2 separate regions of the Gossypium hirsutum genome follow, and region 1 is linked to region 2. Evidence: chromatin contacts called from public Hi-C data. All regions are on one chromosome and are shown on one strand. Each heading gives the region's core, a stretch centred on a gene start, on an enhancer-like site or on the middle of the called end of the contact. The rest is flanking DNA. Distances are from core to core; before and after follow the strand shown. Region 1 holds the start of LOC107938021 (subtilisin-like protease SBT3). Region 2 holds the start of LOC107922611 (DNA-directed RNA polymerases II, IV and V subunit 3).

Region 1 (3,064 bases), core at 524-3,023, 140 kb before region 2:
ATGGTGATTTTCTATCAGGTCCTCGAGATGAAAAGTAAGCCACTTGAGGAGCTGGCTTAGTACCCAAGAGGGTTGTTTGAAACCTGATACTCACTGTTGCATTCTTGGAATTGATTATATAATGTTTTAACAAATCCCCATATTTCGGGTTTACCAACACAAAGGGCTTGAAGAAATCTGTGGGTCGGAAAAACGGCCCCTCGGACGAGCTAAAGATAGCTCCAGCAGCTCCAGCTGTGTCCATTTCGTATATTTGTGCATAGGCATTAGTTTGGCCGCTGGAGTCGAAATCACAAAATATGTATTTTCCAGCAACTTCTTTGGGGTCGAGAGAGTTACAAAGTTCTTTGGATCGGTTTCCATGTCCAAAGTATATAGGAATGTCCGAAACAAACAAGTTTTCTGGATATACAGATTTTCCTGTTACGGTTAACTCTCCATCACCAAACGTGACATGAGCTGCAAATTCCCGATCGATGGTTCCAGCACCGACGGTAGTGATCCAGGGAGCCCCATTGAGAATGGTATATGCATGAGGGCCATTATTGCCAGCAGAGCATGAAACAAATATCCCTTTCTTCAAAGCTGCGAATGCTCCAATTGCAATAGGGTTTTCATCAAACGGAGTCTCAATGAACCCCAAAGACAGGGACAGGACATCCACACCATCCTCTATAGCTTGATCCAAGCCAGCCAGTACATCTGTTGCTGCAGCATCATAACTTTCATCAAAGAACAGAACTTTGTACATGGCAATCCTAGCCTTTGGTGCCATTCCTATAGCTTTTCCTTTGGCATATCCAAAATATTCAGCAGCAACCGCACTGCTGCCCGCTGCTATGGACGATGTGTGGCTACCATGACCTAGAAAGTCCCTCGGTGAATCATAGTCATTTGTTTTTGATATATTCTGTTTTTCCTGCTGCATGCCTTTGCTGAAGGATCGTGCCCCAATAAGCTTCCTGTTGCAGTAAGATGCATTGAATTCTGTACCAGTTTCACATGCACCACGCCATCTCGTTGGCACCGGCGGCAAACCTTCATCATTAAAGCTCTCGCTTTCGGGCCAGATGCCAGAGTCAAGGACTCCAATGATCATGTCCTCACCAAATCCACCCGCAGGCCATAGCCCAGAATGTTTCTTCAACCCAAGAAAGGTAGGAGCACGTGTGGTATGGAGGTGCCCAAATGTTTCAGGATATGTAGCAAGATGACTAGATAATTCGTGAAGTTGGTCAAGGTGGGCTTGGGATAACACAGCGCTAAACCCATCCATTACATGGTTGTAAGTGTAGAGATGCAATGGGGAAAAGCCGTCTGGTGATGACAGGGATGAAAGGGTTGACATGTACCAATTATGATGGCTCGAAAAGGCACCAGGCATTGCCGATATATCCATGTGGATGATGTAGGTCCTGGGCCTTCCTGACGTAGGCAAGGATGTGGCAATAGGGAAGAAAAGAAAGAGAGAAATGATGAGTCCTAATGGAGTGAGCTGTTCCATTGTTCAAGTCAGCAGTACCACACGGATATGGTATTTGAGAACTTAAGAGGATCTTACTTATATACATGGATCATCCATGTGATCGAGAAAATCAAGAGCACATCATAGTGATGGGGCTAACCAGTGGATCTTCTGATTTTCCTATGGCCGGACTACAAGAAGGAATTTTCCAACCTTGTTTGCCTGATAGCGACCTTAATATTTACACTAAGCCTTTTAGTCGCGACAAGCATGGGGTGGCCCAGGGAATCATTGGAACCCTTTATTTTTGCACTGCCAACTTGTAAGTGCATAGCCGCCAACGAATTCGACCATAGCAAACAAGGGACACTTGAGATTACCGAACCATATATATGGTATTTTGTTTTTATAACAAGAATACAATGACTTCTCCATGGAATTTCAAACCGCCTACGTAAAAGAATCCGCAATAATTAGAATGTAATTATGAGTACAAAATAATTGCACCGGGGCATCTCTTGGTTTTTGAATCAATAAAGGCCAATCTTGATGATTAGCTGCAATATCCGTATCTCTGTACCAATGATACACGAAAATTACATTTATGTCTCATTTATCCAAAAAATTTAGAGCAACCATAAACAGGAAAATTATAAGATGATCACTTCTTGAGTCCTTTTGTTTCCCTTTTGTAAACGTAACAAGCTTGATGGCTATCATTTCCTCTGCAACAGGAACATTCTGCATAACAAACATCACGCATACCTGCTAGTTCATGAGTAAAATCACATACTAGCAAGCTCTCGGGTCTTGATTACGGCTTAATCAGATTGAGGCAACTGTCTCATGTGATTGGCCTCAAAGGGAGAGTACGTTTTGAGGAGATTGTGGTGATCCAGTTTCGAGTAAAAAGCTTCTACTACAATATGACCTTGATGTACTTGAAGATGAAGCAAGATATCTTCCATCCCCACTGTGACAATAAGGTCCACTCCTAGGAATTTTGCCTCTGCTTGTCCTTCCTCTTCCATCACTACCTTCATAATCTTCATCTTCAACAGCTTGTATGAACCCACTATGCATCGGATCAGCACTCTCATACAAAAGTCTAAGGACCTGTTTGATTGAGGGTCTAGCCCGTCCTTCTCTCTGGGTGCACCATCTCACAATGGTCACAACTGTTTGTAGTTGGTCTAAGTCAAAGGAGTCCTTGATTTGGGGGTCCACTAGCTCAAGTAACCTTGACTCTGATGCCATTAGTATCTGGGATGATTCAACCAGGTTCTTGCCATCTTGTACGGCTTGTCTAGCAGTCACAATCTCCAAAAGTAGCACGCCATAGCTGTATACATCACTTTTATCCGTAAGCTCATGAGTGACCACATATTCGGGATCCATATAACCTGAAAGCCATCTAAAGTTTAGATCTTTAATTACAAGACATTAAAACTTCCAATGACTTATTGGCTAACCTGGAGTTCCACGTATGTCAGTATTTACTGGTTCGAAGCAAATAGAACCATCTTTTGAAGCATGTGCAAGCCCAAAATCTGCAACCTAGAGGATACAGTACAGCAGAAAAGAAAAACTGTTTTAATG
Region 2 (3,045 bases), core at 144-2,643:
ATCCACATTTTAAGCTCAAGCAAACTAGAAACTCTAAAAGGAAAGACCTTGATGACGTGCAAAGCAATTCAATCCTCCTATTGGACAGATCACAGATGTAATTAATCAAAACCAGCAATTGCTTTAACAATCCAGAAGCTCTAGTGATAGCCAACACAACCCAAAGCTTAACCCCCAACAATTTCTTTGTTAGAATAGATGTAATGATGTAGAAAGTAAAGGCATAGCATACCTGTTGGGTATTTGGGTCAATGTCAAAGACTTTAGTTGGACTGCTCTCAACAAAGCTTAGCTTCTCTTCAAGCGTCAAGCTTTCCATCAAATCCTCATTAATATGAATCTCAGGTTCATACATAAAAGTCACTGTCGCAGCAGGTGACCATTTGGCGTGATCTTTCCCTATCCCTTTCCTCGCAATTGCCCTCAGCCTCAGCTCTTGCCCTCGCCGTAACTTCACAATAATAATCCCTCTGAAAAGAAACAATTTCAGTTGTACGAACGTCGAATCCTAAAGCCCTAATGCAATTTAAAAACAAATCAGGAGTAATTTACAAATTTAACCCTAAGTACCTAGGCTCAGTGGAATCGTAGCCAGCGTTATCGGTGAAATCGACGGGAACAACAGTATGGTCGGAACTATAGAGATCCTTGCTGGTAACGTCGAGGGTTTGATCGGAAATGCATTTGGCGCGAAGATGGAACTCAACGGAGCAGAACTCGCACTGACCGTCACCGTCGCAAGCGTCACAGTCACGGGAGAAGCGCATAGACATGGCGCGTTCGCTGGTGAGAGGGATGAGACCGAGGCGATGGGCAATGAACTCGTCGTTAAGGACGGAGGAGTTGACTTCGATTTCGACGAGGTCAATAGCGATGGTGGGGACCTCGGAGATCATAACACGACGGAGGGCATTGGCCATGGAGGCATCGGTATCGCGAAGCTCAAATTTAGCGTAGTCATCCTTCAGCTCTCGGATTTTAACCTTAGGGAATCGCTGGTACGATATTCCCTCCATTTTTATTTTTTTTTTAAATGGATTTGAGGTCTTCGGGTCTGCAATGGAAGGAAGCTAAAGGGGAGGGCTTGAGTCTGCGTTCCTTAAAACCCGACTGGGGGGTTTTGGTTGCTTGTCGTGTCCGCTTCTTATTGGTTATTCATTTCATACCGCAACGATGTCGTTTTCTTTTTCCTAATAAATGTACCGGCCTCACCAATGATAAAAGAGACATCGAGAACATTAACGGATTGCGTGAAAGTAGAAATTTTTAAATATAATTTGAGGAGCCAAAGCATCTGCCTATGCCCTTAGCGATTTGCTGACGCCTTTAATCGGAGTTGATGGGAGGAAAGGTGTAAATACATTTCTCAAGACTATTTCATGAATTACAAGTTGCTTTATCATAAAAAATATGTTATAATCTTGAGCTAAAATTGTTCATAAGTTACAACTAAACGAATAATTGCAAAAAAAAAATATAAACAGAGATGAATACTAGAGTTGATTATACAATTCAAAAGATCTTTCGATGTTCACAAGTTTTGCACAAATAGTAACTCACTATGAATAAACCGTATAAAATGCGATTTAGCTTCAACTCATTCACTTAATTACAACTTCATTCTTATACATCATCTAGATCACGTTTTCCATAATAATTTCTCCTTAAAAACTTAGTCACAAATTAAACATGGTAATTGTACTAAAACCAATTTCTTCACATTGAACAAGTAAGTGTTCTCTTATATTCATCAAGAAGTCATAACATAAGTCTTTGAACAGCCGTTGTAGTACTTTGTAAATGAGCTAGTTTGATTAAGAATGAATCTTTTAAATTTCTCCCAAATTAAATCACTCATTCTTTAGTATAAATATATCTTTAAATAATCTAATTATATCATTCTGGGACTCTTGAAAATTGTCGTTGCTTGATTAAATTTCTTCTAAAATTGTAATAACAATATCAATTACTCAAAATCCTCAAAAAGAGTTATGTAAATAATTAAAATACATATGTCAAAACATGCCAACAAATAAAGTAAGTTACACACGTAGTTATAACATTGTATATGGGATATGCGACTGATGCTACCATTTTCATTTAAAATTATTTTTGATCTTATTTCTGTAAACTTAAAAAGAACAATATCAATTGTGTTCTACCTTCCTCAATCAGGTGTACGAATTTAGAAGCACTATATTTTTCAATTACATCAATAAAGGCAAAATTACTTCTAGGACAGTAGTTCTCCATAGCACAGTATTTATTTATTTTTCATTATTATTTATACTTACCGTCTTTGTTTTGCAATAATAATTATCCAACAGAAAATAGAGTTTCCAATGCAACAAAATGTATCCATCAACCAAATAAAAATAATAGTAATAGCAACAAGGACTAGCAACACCAGCATTATCAAGTTGCTGCTCCTCTCTCAAACTCATCACATCCTAGAAAATTTCTTTGATTTGTTCTAAAATTTTGAAGTTATTATTGATGAAATGGTATTTTGTTCTTTTTGTTCAATGATATTTTGTTATTTACTTGAATGAATTGTGGTGGAACTTAATTTAGGTCTAAACTAGGGGACAAATTTCCTTAAATAATGGAAATTTGGTATTGACTGCCACTCTTTTGTATCAGTATAAATTTTACAGAAGAAATGAAAAATGTGTTCCCTTTCACATTTTCTTTAATCATCTTCTTCCCTGTATATCTTCATACCAAAATTTCCAACACAAACATGTAATATATAATTTTGGTTCAGTTGCTCTAAGTATAAACATGAAATCAGTTAACAGTGAATGAAAAAAGAAAAACTTGATGATCTAAAAATAAACAAAAATATAGATTGATGATGTTGCTGGAGATGAAGATTTTCCTGAGACACTGTTTCAACTTACTTTTACAACTATGCAATACTTTAGCTTAGTCTGTTCTCTGATAATTAACATAGTTAAGCAAAATTATCTGTCATGACTCATGAGACTTCAATGTCAGCATTTTATTACTTTTCAATTCAAGGTTGGTTACACAAGGTCCATA

Evidence for each region. Hi-C and Micro-C count contacts between places; a contact is called where the count stands out from the background.
Region 1: a Hi-C map of leaf shows a contact between it and region 2, with 4 times the contacts expected there. The contact joins the promoter of LOC107938021 here to the promoter of LOC107922611 in region 2. A contact is called at or near these places in 6 of 34 Hi-C or Micro-C datasets (hypocotyl, leaf and seedling).

What each region holds. Positions count from the first base shown.
Region 1 is chrA12:3,201,789-3,204,852 of Gossypium_hirsutum_v2.1, reverse strand. LOC107938021 (subtilisin-like protease SBT3) reads right to left here and starts at 1,773. Exons shown (of 1, transcript XM_016871051.2): 1 at 1-1,773. The coding sequence starts at 1,504. It overlaps LOC107938027 (probable receptor-like protein kinase At1g49730), which reads right to left. Exons shown (of 9, transcript XM_016871062.2): 8 at 2,938-3,022; 9 at 1,921-2,868. The coding sequence ends at 2,324.
Region 2 is chrA12:3,065,669-3,068,713 of Gossypium_hirsutum_v2.1, reverse strand. It overlaps LOC107922611 (DNA-directed RNA polymerases II, IV and V subunit 3), which reads right to left and starts at 1,393. Exons shown (of 3, transcript XM_041082492.1): 1 at 571-1,393; 2 at 233-470. The coding sequence starts at 1,016. It overlaps LOC107938132 (cyclase-like protein 2), which reads right to left. Exons shown (of 7, transcript XM_016871221.2): 7 at 2,830-3,045.